2 separate regions of the Ovis aries genome follow, and region 1 is linked to region 2. A link is a contact called in public Hi-C data. All regions are on one chromosome and are shown on one strand. Each heading gives the region's core, a stretch centred on a gene start, on an enhancer-like site or on the middle of the called end of the contact. The rest is flanking DNA. Distances are from core to core; before and after follow the strand shown.

Region 1 (5,554 bases), core at 1,951-4,450, 170 kb before region 2:
ACACAGTTTGCTCCTCCTGGGAGCATTCCCAGAACTGCACACGTGGGCATCCCTGCTGGTCAAGTGGCCCCCGAAGGAGTGCCAGCTCTCAAGTCAGCAACAGCTGTGTTCAAACCTTGGGCAAACCATTCATTGGCCGTGTGGTTCATCCAGTCCACGACTTGACCCCCTCCAACCAGCTGTCTCTGGTGACCTGCATCACTTAATATTACTTAACTTACTTTGAATTCCTAAGCACACAGGCTATACTATAACATGCTTTATATATTTAGCCAGATTATTTTCAAATCCTTTTATTTGAGTTATTCTCATCTCTCCATATAGGCTAAAAGCTCCTGGAGAATGGACATCACCCCCAGATAGCCTTTTGTGGTCCCCACAACACTCTGCCTGATAACCTGGATCTGAAAGATACTTGCTGAAATTACGAATGAAAAACTTGCCACTTTCATCAATGTAAGGAAAGGGGTCACTCACCTATAAGCATTTTTCAATTCCATTTTACTCAGGGAATAATAAATATTTGATGATACGATTTGAGTTGAACTAAAATAAGCATGGCTCCAGTAGAATGAGCATCAACAAAAACAGACCCAAGTTGCTGCCATTCTTCTCTGATATCAAGGAACTGCTAGAATCTGATTCTTACTCAGAATCAACCCCTTCAGAAACATATTTGAATAAACTATCAGTTCAGTTCAGTTCAGTCGCTCAGTCGTGTCCGACTCTTTGCGACCCCATGAATCGCAGCACGCCAGGCCTCCCTGTCCATCACCAACTCCCGGAGTTCACTCAGACTCACGTCCATTGAGTCCGTGATGCCATCCAACCATCTCATCCTCTGTTGTCCCTTTCTCCTCCTGCCCCCAATCCCTCCCAGAATCAGAGTCTTTTCCAATGAGTCAACTCTTCGCATGAATAAACTGTAGGCTGGGCTAAACCAAAGCTAGGTGGACACTAGTTGAGTTGGTAGAAATCTCCAGAAGTTACAGGTTTAATCAGAATTCAGAAAAAAAAAAAGAAAACCCTAAAACATCATTTCCCAAAATGTATTTTTCCCATCTCTACCTCCTAACCCTTTTCCAGTCTGATGGTGGTTCTGGAATGAGATCAAAATGGTGCTTGTTTACATAATGGAACTGGATTTACATCTAATTCCACGTGACACTTCAGTCATGCGCCCTAATGAAATTCACTGGGCACAGTGAACATGGATCTGGGGAAGGTGCGGAAGCAGACCTGCTCATAGCATGCTGATTCTCTTGCCTCTATTTCAGCTGGCAACTCTAGACACTCCCGAGTAATGTAGAGTGTCGGGGTGCTGGCTGATGAGCGCAGTGTGGCCTCTTCTGAGCTTGGGGACGAGCGAAAACATATGCACACTATTTGCAGAAACGAGAGTGTTTGCAGAAGAGGATGCTCAGAAGGCAAGGGAAAGAGTTCTGAGACCTCAGTGATTCCTCTCCATGCTGTGAACTCAACAGGCTCTCAGAGCCTTTTTTGTCGTGTTTTCCTATTTTACAAAATGTACTTGAAAGTTCAACCCTTGGTAGCAATCATGTTACACCCAGATCTCTGAGCAAAATTGCCAGCGAGCATAACAAAGAACAGACCTCTTTCCACAAAGTCCTTTGTTCATCCTCAGCCAGAAGGACCCTGGGCTCTGCCTCTGGCCTTTCTGCGCACCTCTCGCCAGAGGGCACAGGTGTCGGCCAAACCAGGAAACCGGACTCCTTGATTCCTCCACGTGATGCTTTTCTTTGCTTTCCTCCCACGTGTTCATTTATCCCTTCTCTGTGCCCTTTGCTGACCCCTTCTTCCCCCAGGCGCAAGCCCTGTGCACTTCAAATGACTCCAGGTGTCATGCCCCTCTTTCATTTGGGAAACAAAATCCTATCTTATGACTTGGTGATCACCTCTATTCCATTGACTCTCAAGTCGTATTCCTCCTTCAGTTTCTCAACTACACTGCAGTTCAAGTGTCCACAAGCATCTCCAAGTGGCCATGCCATCATCACAAACACTGTCTCCCCCGAAACAGAAACCACGATCACCATTCTTCTTGCAACGGCCTGACTAGGTTCGGTCACCCAACCTGAAGCCTGAAGTCAGTGATCTGTTCATTCAACAATGTACCTATGTATCTTTTAATTGCCATATACTTACCAGTCGATCGTAACGAAAACTTTAACCCATATTATTCCTACTCAAAAAACTATCTTCCTTCCTCTCCACATGTGAGAAATACCTTCATGACTGAATTTTAGTCCTAAACGATCTCTCCCCTCCCTGAATGTCTGAAGCACCTACTGATTATGTTATTATTTATGCACTTAAAAAAAAAAGAAACAGACTCTTTAACTGTTTCCTGCAGACATATTATACAACTCAAAGTAGTCTATGAGTTTCTAGATGACAAGAACTGTGTTTGTGACATTTTCTTAAAAGGATCTGTTTATCTTAACATATAAGTCAATGAGCTGATCTTTATAAAAGGCTTATTTCAGGACCTGGCACAAAATATGAGCTTAAAAACATAGGTTTAAAGATAAGTAAGTAGATAACTCAATAAACACTTGGCAAACTGAGTTAAGATGAACTATGCAAAATGCTCCCAAGACATCCACATCCCAAGAGGCCCCAGTCTGCCTCTCCTGCCAGCTCCAGAGGAAAGCTGAGTGCCAGGCCATAACTGAGCCAGGCATCGGGACGATGTGGGTGTGTGGGTATCTGCTGGTGAATACATGTTTAGGTCATGACAGGTCAAGCAAAAACGACTCATGCAGACGTGAATTATTTGGGGAGTGGAAATGGAACATGGAGGTGCATTGGCTCCTATTTTCTCCCTTCTCCCCATTGCTTCTAATAATGGAACTGCTTGATTTAACCTCTTCTCAGTCCTGTACCTGGGTGCTGCCCGGCAGTGGGAATGAGTGCTCTGAGAAGTGGATCTGGTCTCATAGGTGGATATGGTGGAGGAAGCACACACGGTACAGCTCAATTTGACAATGAGGAAGGAAGCTGAGGCCCAAGGAGGTGGCCGACTTGCTCAAGGTCACACATCTACCGGCCCAAGCTAACTTGAGGGCCCTGCCTCAGTTCCCTCTCCCCCCAGGTCTTGTCCGGTGACGACACCCAGTCCCAGCTGACCTGTCCCTCAGCTTCATAAACATCTCACATCCTTGGCTAGGATGCTATTTATCACTTCCCATGGCAACCATCACCCCACAAACCAGAGCTGACCTCCCTCCACCCTGTACCAGGACAGAGGGTCTGAGAGATTTCTGTGTTCTCTTTCATCTCAAAACAGAAGTCCATTGTTGGGGTCAGAGCAAAAAAACAAATGACCATCACAGCAGCCTTCTCAGCAAAACCCAACACTGAGTGCCCAGCGGATCTCAGATAGATTCAGTAGCAGGGATGTTTTCCCCCTTTGTTAGTCCATGACCTTCAAGAAAAGGAAATCAATCAAGGGCTCCAAGGGATTAGTTGTTTAAGTTTGCTTACATTTTACTTTAGAGTGAGGGAAAAAATCTACACTACCTTTTTATTTATTTATTTTTTACTACTGGGAATTCAAAATTATGCAATACAAAAAATAATTATTTAAAAAGGTGAACACAGAAAAGCTTTAGGACAGTGAAAATACTCTGTATGATACTACAGTGACGGATATATTGATTAGACATTTGTCCAAAACCGTTCATTAGACATTTGTCCAAAACCATTCATTAGACATTTGTCCAAAACCATTCATTAGACATTTGTCCAAAACCACTGAACGCACACCATCAAGAGTGAACCCTAAGGTAAATTATGGACTTTGGGTGATAAGACTATCACTGGAGGCTGACCGAGTGGAACAAACATACTGCTCTGGTGGGAGACACTGATGACGGAGGGGGGTAAAAATGTGCGGGGGGATGAGGTACATGCTGTGATCCTAAAACCCGCCCTAAAAAAAAAATTCTATTCTCTTAATATTACACTTTGTGACCTGTTCATGATGGAAAGTCAGATAGGAAAGCAGGAGAGAGGGGAAATAAAATGAGGTGGATGGACCATGAGATGAAAAATGGTATCAGAAAGAAGGAAATAAAACCCACTGCAGTAAAAGGTAGGGACACAGCAGTTATAATCCCAGACACAGAGTCAGAAACAGAGTCGATGAAGACATACACACGTGCAGGCAAGCACACACAGACGCACGTGTGTGCCTTTAAAGCAAAACCCTTGAAAACAGCTACACAGAGAGGCATCGTGGGAAAAAATCACTCTAATTTTGTTCTTTTCAATTCGATGGGGCTTTAAATATTCTGAAGTGGCCCCACGTGATTGAACTGAACATCTGAATTGTGGCCACTGTGATTGAGAAGGTGAATTTTAAATTTGACACCTTTTTTTTTTTTTAAGATTTAGTTAGCTTATTTTGTTTCTTTGGCCATGCCATGCAGCACATGGGCCCGCAGTTTCCCAACCAGGGATGGAACTCGCGTCCTCCACAGCGGAAGGGGGGCCTCAACCACAGGACCACCACGGAGGTCCCAACCTGATGCAACTTTCAGCAAACCTAAGTTTAAATTTTAAAATGAAAGTAATATGAAATCTTTTTTCATTAAACACAGCCTTATTTGGTAGGACTACTTTTCACTTTGCTCCAAAATCACATCAGTTCATTCTTCACTGATAAACCAGTTTTATTACTGTGGATATATAAAGAAAATTGACTTGAGAGGGGTACTCAACTTAGTTCTTAAAAAGTTTTAAGTATGTTTCAAACAAGTTGGATATGTGAATCCACATTTTCCATCATAAATGTTTTGAACTCTAAATAAGATCAAGTATTTCTGAAGAAAATTTAGGAGGCAAATTCCGATGTGTGAAGTACCCATCATATTTTGAAGACTTAGTATGAAAATCAAGAATGTAAAATACCTCACTAATAATTTTTTATGTTGGTGAGATATTAAAATGAGATTATTTGGGATATATAGGGTTAAATAAAATGCAGTATTAAATTTAATGTCACCTGTTTCATTTATTAAGGCAGTTACTGGTGAATTAAAAATTAAGTATATGGCTCACATCATGGTTCTATCAGATAGCACTATTCTGAAGGAAGCAAGGCAAAACTATTTTATTTTTTTTAATATAAATTTATTTATTTTCATTGGAGGTTAATTACTTTACAATATTATATTGGTTTTGCCATACATCAACATGAATCTGCCACAGATATACACATGTTCCCCATCCTGAACCCCGCTCCCTCCTCCCTCCCCATACCATCCCTCTGGGTTGTCTCAGTGCACCAGCCCCAAGCATCCAGTATCACGCATCGAACCTGGACTGGCAATTCATTTCATATATGATATTATACATGTTTCAATGCCATTCTCAAAGCTATTGTAAAAGAGATCTGATGAAGAGACTCACAGACTTAGGAAATGAACTCACAGTTGCCTGGGGGAAGGGATAGTTAGGGACTTCAGGAAGGTCATGTACACACTGCTATATTTAAAATGGATAACCAGCGAGGACCTACTGTAGCGCG
Region 2 (5,731 bases), core at 2,891-5,390:
ATTCAATCCCCCTGCTGTGCCCTGTCCATTTTCTGTTGCTTCAATTCAAAAACCTGTCCATACAAAGTCAAAATGTTGTACATTCTTCCCCTATTCGTTTCCCTGTCGCTGTGTTTCCAGCTTCACCGGAAGAACATGTCGCTATGGTAACCAATCCCTCTGGTGCACAGACCAAGTCAACCTTTCTAGTCCGATTGCCAAGCAGAGCAACAGGGAGTCAAAGCTCTCAATGGAACTACCAGAAGTCATGAATTCCAGCCCCCCTTTTCTCACTGGGGTTAACCAATATCAGGCAGAAGGATACCAGTCTTGTTCCACAAGCTGTTCAAGAAAGAAAATTCAAGAATGTCCTTCAGCAAGTCCTACCAGTGGTTATCGTTATTAGCATGAATCCTTCCTCACATTTCAGCTAACTTCCTATCATTCCAATTTTAATGAAAGCAGAAAATGGCACATAAAGTAACATTTTCCTGAATCTGAGAATTTGAAAACTGTTACAAAGTCAACCATTGTCAAAATCGATTTTGCTTCCTCTTCTTTCCTGAACTCAAGATGCTCTCTTCTGCAAATCTCTAATATCCTATAGAGTTTGACAAAGTTGTAGAGCTCCAAGCGGGTCACCATACTTTACTAAGAATCTAACCATGAAGCAGATGTGATGCTTGTAATAGTAACACATTCTTAACAAAATCATCTAAAATCCCTAGTCATTCTACAGAAGATGCAGACAAATACTAAGATGGATTCTCTTTCTGAACCTACCCCCCTAAATCTGAGTGGCCACTCAAACTATACCCACTGTTTGTCTTTCTTAAACAACTGACTTTTTTTTTCAAATTAATAGTTGTTTTTTCTGATCCACTTCAACATTTTAACAAATCAAAGAACATGTTTTCACACACAAGATTTTAAAATAGCAGCAACCCTGCACTGTAATTATTGACATTAGGAAAAACTACCTCATATGGTAGCCACAAAGACTTTTCAGACAACAACATTGTTTTCACCTTGGTATTACCATTTAACAGATGAAGAAAGTGAAGGGGGTGGGAGGAACTCATGAAATTGCACCACAACTTCCAGGGTGCAGCTATCATTAATGCATATTCCAGCATGCATAGTCCCTTCTTCAAAGCAATATTAATATACATCCAAACAATATTTCAGTGGGCTAATGGAGTAGGATGCTCCCCAAAGTATAAATCATGCAAGATCTACAAACGCATCAGATGAGCAGAATTTAAAAAATTTTTGTGATCATATTAAAGTATCAAGTAAATTTTCATCATTAGCAAATACAGTTTGTTTTCTGCATTCATATACTCTGGATATGTTTTCTACAAATCTTCTGAAAATAGTATTTTTTTTTCCTCTTAAGTACTCACTCTGGTGTTGGGGGGGGGGGGGGACTACTTTCGTGTGCTTATTAGATCCTGCTAATATTCAGTGTGCAGGAGACATTTTTGTCAACCACTCAAAAAGACAAATCAAGAACTATGGTGTGCTGCTACAGGTCAACAGGCTTTGGGCTGAAATAGGGCCGGGGCTGTGATTTATTGATGTTTCTATGACTAGTGCCTGCGTTATGCCGAGCAGAGTATATAGCACTTCAACATTTCTGGCATGAATAAGGCCTTCTCTGTGAGATGTTTCCCCAGTTGCCTTTGATGAATCAGTGCAACACGTAAAACAAAGATTAAAACTAGGAGTCTGTCTACCCCGACATAACCCTCTTAAAGGGTTTCTTTCCTCTGTTAACCGCACAAGATTACAGATTCCCTTCCTTTTCAGAGACCACTGAAGTATCTTCCTGGGTAAAACCCCTGGACTGTGAGATTCTGTCGGAATCCCATCAGGCACACGCAAGACCAAAGGCTGAGGAGGGAGAGGTAAGCCTCATTACGAGCTGTTGGGAGGCAAGATGTGGCCACTTCAAGGCTCAGCCGAGCCTGGACAACCTGACCTCCTGATACCAAGAGATCTTAGAGGCTGCGGCCGAGCGAAGGCAGGAGAGGGCAGCCGGGCCTAGAGGCGCGCGGCTCTCCGCAGCGCCGCGCCACGCCTCGCCTCCAAGCGCTTACCTTTCCGAATCAGGGCCGCGATCTCGGGGTCGAAGCCTTGTCGGTGGCACTTCCTCCAGAGGCCCATGTTGGTGGAGTTGTACTGCCGGCTGCACTCGTCGGCGGGGCTCATGGCGAAGAGTTGCCGGCGATTGCGGGCCCGGAGGAGCTTGCCCTCCCAGCGGTCCAGGCGCGAGCGGCTGGCCCGGAGTGGCAAGTTGTTGTTGTTGTTGTAAATGAAGCCGGGGTCGATCCGGCGAGTGTTGAAGGCCTTGCACCTGTCCCTGTGCTTCCTGGCGTCCGTCTCGTACCAGTGGTCTGAGCATATGGCCACGGCCAGCATGCCGAGGGCGCAGAGCGCTAGCGAGAGGCCCGTGTAGAGCAGTAACCTTCCGGCAGCCATGCCTCCGCTTCGCGGCTACACCTTGGGCATGATCCGCCGCAGCCTCTCCTTCCCTCAGCGCGCCCGGAACAAAGCTGCGGGCGGCCGAGCCGAGGAGGGGACGGCAAGGGGACTCCGCAGCGGCGCCCCTCGGCCCCTGCCTGCTGGTGAGCAGCCCAGGGACTGCAGGGGATGGGGGCGGGCAGCGTAAAAAGTTCTGATCGGGAGAGGCTCCGGCGATCCCCTGGGCGTCCTCCCGAGCAGGCGCAGCCTCTGGCGACGCCGCGCCGGGCCAGGCCGCCTCCCGCCCCCTCCCTGCCCCGCAAGAAGCTGCTTCTCGGAACCCGCCGCGCCCGCAGCACTCAGCCGGGTTTCGGGCGACGCTGCCCTCGGGCCGGAAACTAAACACCAAGTGCTCTCTGTTGCGGTGGGACTCCTGGGCTTTCTTTGTGCAGAGTGGCGGGACCCACTCGCTTGGCTTTCTTGGGGGAGGGGTCTATCAGGAGGAGATGCTAGGCGACGAGATAAATTGAATCACCCTCGATGCGGCCGGCCAGCTCAGGAAACCTCCAGATGCCAGGGTAGGCTGCCCTGAGTCCCGCCTGGGTCTCCCTCTCAGCGCCTCTACCCTTTCTGGTCTACAAGAGAAGAAGTCTTCTCCGGATCGGGTCTTTTACCCAAAAAATTTTTTAAAATTCTGTGTCCTCTGGTCACCAGCTGGTCCTTTGCTCCTTCTGGCCAGCGCGGAGCGTTCAGAGGCGGGCTCCCAGTCGGTGCACGGTCTCGCCCGACCTTTCCCCGCGAGCTCCCGGGTCGTCTGCCTCTTGCTTCGCCATTCAGGCGGCCCCTCGGGCCGACGGTGCGGTCACCCAGACGGCGTTACCGGATGAGCCTTGGTCGGGGCTTTGCGGCGACTGGGCGGCAGCCCGCGGGAGCGAGAGGCTGGCTGCGCCGAGGAGGGTGCACCCGGCAGGGCGCACAGAGCGGGGCGCGCGGGGCTCGACGCACGGCGCCTTCAACACCATGGACAGGTCGCGCGATCGCCGCGCCCGGCCCGCCCAGCAGCCAGCCCCCAGGGCGTCATGCCGCCCCCACCACTGCCGTCTTCTTCCCGAAGTGTCCACCCGGCCACCTTCAAACCCGCCTCTCCCGCGACGCCTCCGCCTCACTTCATCGGGCTCCCGTGTAGCCCCGGGAACGTGCTGCCCGGGTGCTGCAGGTACCCAGGAAAACAACGGCTCCGGCCCTTCGACGCAATCCGCCCCCTTCTCCCGCCACCTGAACCCCGGCACTCCAGCACTCCGTCTGCTCGGTCCAGCTGGGGTCAGCCGCTCTCAGACTGCACCATTTTCTTCGCAGCCCACCCAGGGGTTGAGATGCCGGCTCACTCGGCAGCACGCAGAGAGTCGCGTCCGGCCTCGGCGTTCCACGATCCGGCTCCAGGAGCGGTGGTCGCCGAGGTGAATGGGGCGAGGGTGGGGGAGGGAGGCTGGGACTCTCAGCTCCCCGTCCCTGCCTCCTCCTCTAGCCGCGGCGGCTCCGGGACCTCGCGGTCTCGGCCGGTGCCAGGGAGCCAGAGCCCGGGCTGCGCCGGGGAGGCTCGGGAAATCGCATCGCCCGGCTGCGGGGCGCTGGAGGAAGCCGCGGCTTTGCTCTCTTGCTCGGGAGCCGGGCGCTGCAGCCTTGGCTGAAACCCACAGACGAGAACACGGAGCGCACAGCCAAAAGCTAGTGATGTCATCCGTGCAACGTGAGCCTCATCTCTTATTTTTCTAGCATCCTTAAAGATAAAGTGCACCATTTCCCAGGCACAGGATGTCTAAGGCTTATTCTGTGACCAGGCAAGTCAATGGTGTCTGGCTAGGTATGTGCACAACCACATCCATATTTATGCACATATACATATATGTGATATGTAGCATGTTTACGGGCGTTAGTATAAATGTAAGGATGTTGCCTCCATCTCCGTTTATCTCTTTTCAGTAGTGCAAAATTCGCTTAAATAGACCAGAGTTCTTGAAAGAAAAGACTGCTTATTGCGGAGTGGGCCTTCAGAGGGACTGAGGAAGTTCCCCTGCGTCCCCGGATTCGGTCGCCTATGTCCTGGATTGTATTTGATCTTTGTTCTCCCCCAGAAAGCCGCAGGCGCTGCCCTAACCGGCTACAGGCGTTTCCACCCGGGGCCGAGCGCGTCCGCGGGTTTGTCGGCACCATCCCCGGTCCAGCCCCACGCCAGCGCCAGACACTCCAACATACACCCACCTCCACCTCCCTCCTCAGCAGGAAAAGAAAATTGAGTGATGCTTTCTAGACGAGAGAGACAGAATTTTCCGGGGGCGGGGGCCTGAGGGTGCTTAATAGATTTTGGAAACGCCTGGGAGGCTCACGCTTTGAGGTGGTGAAGTGGGGTTAAATGACACCTCGGTTCGGGGTTTGTCCTTATCCGGGTGGTGGCTGGATTTAGGCTCTCCGAGGACTCTGGGAGGTGGCGAGGAGAGACCCCAGACCTTAAGCGAACAGGCCCCAAGCGAGCCAGCTTCATCCTCCCAACACACACCGCCCGGCTCACGTGAGATGCCGCCGCAGGGCTGGGTGCCTCCCTCCCGGGTCGAAACCTTGGGTTCTCCGCTCTAAGGCTCACCCCTCATTTTCACTCTCATTCCAAAGCCGAAGGCCCGGACTGCCGACTGAAGGGCTGCCCTGGGGAATCAGAGAGGGTCTGGCACCCTGCTTTGCACAACTGGGCCGGCGAGCCAAAATGAGCGCACCTCCACCATATTCTTTTTGTCTTTTTTCCTAGCTTCCTGCATTCTGAATATCTCGAACGAGGCGTTTCAGTGCCATCTAGTGGGGGAGGGGCGTGCCTCTCTTTTGGTCCCTGATGCTGCAATGGGACTTGGTGAAGCGCCCGCAGAGCCTGAGGATGTCCGCTTAGGTCCTTGGGTGTCCGCTTAGGTCCTTGGGTGTCCGGCTCTCTGCGCGCTGCAGCATGCCCCCGCCCCCAGCCCGCTCCGGCCACATCCCGGCTCCGCGCTCCCTGGGACGATGATGGGGAGCTAGGCTGACTTTGGCCACAATGTCTTCTCACCTTTCTCTCCACCCTCCACTTACCTGTTCTCCCTCTCTCAACCGTGAAAAAAAGGAAACAAGTGTAGACACTTCCTACCCAGGCAGACAATGTCTTAAATGTCTGGACCTATTTTCTCTGGTAAAGCCCAGAGTACTTTTAGGTGAGCTGTATACCTGCCCTTGACAATAGGGAGGAGGCAGCAAGGTGAAATGACATCCA

The links. A called contact is a pair of places that touch in the nucleus more often than the background predicts.
Region 1: a contact with region 2 is called in a Hi-C map of hypothalamus, with 7 times the contacts expected there. The contact joins the enhancer-like site here to the promoter of TMEM178B in region 2. A contact is called at or near these places in 4 of 16 Hi-C or Micro-C datasets (blood, hypothalamus, liver and 1 more).

The regions. Positions count from the first base shown.
Region 1 is chr4:105,898,462-105,904,015 of ARS-UI_Ramb_v3.0, reverse strand. The region is part of intron 2 of TMEM178B (transmembrane protein 178B); the gene reads right to left. Among named protein-coding and RNA genes, the nearest start is that of TMEM178B, 170 kb to the right of the region's middle. Within about 2 kb of position 3,200, at least 8 of the 54 cell types and tissues checked have an H3K27ac peak or open chromatin away from gene starts, as enhancers often do. A contact at or near this core is called in hypothalamus, where this site is marked.
Region 2 is chr4:105,733,775-105,739,505 of ARS-UI_Ramb_v3.0, reverse strand. It overlaps TMEM178B (transmembrane protein 178B), which reads right to left and starts at 4,140. Exons shown (of 5, transcript XR_006059714.2): 1 at 2,082-4,140.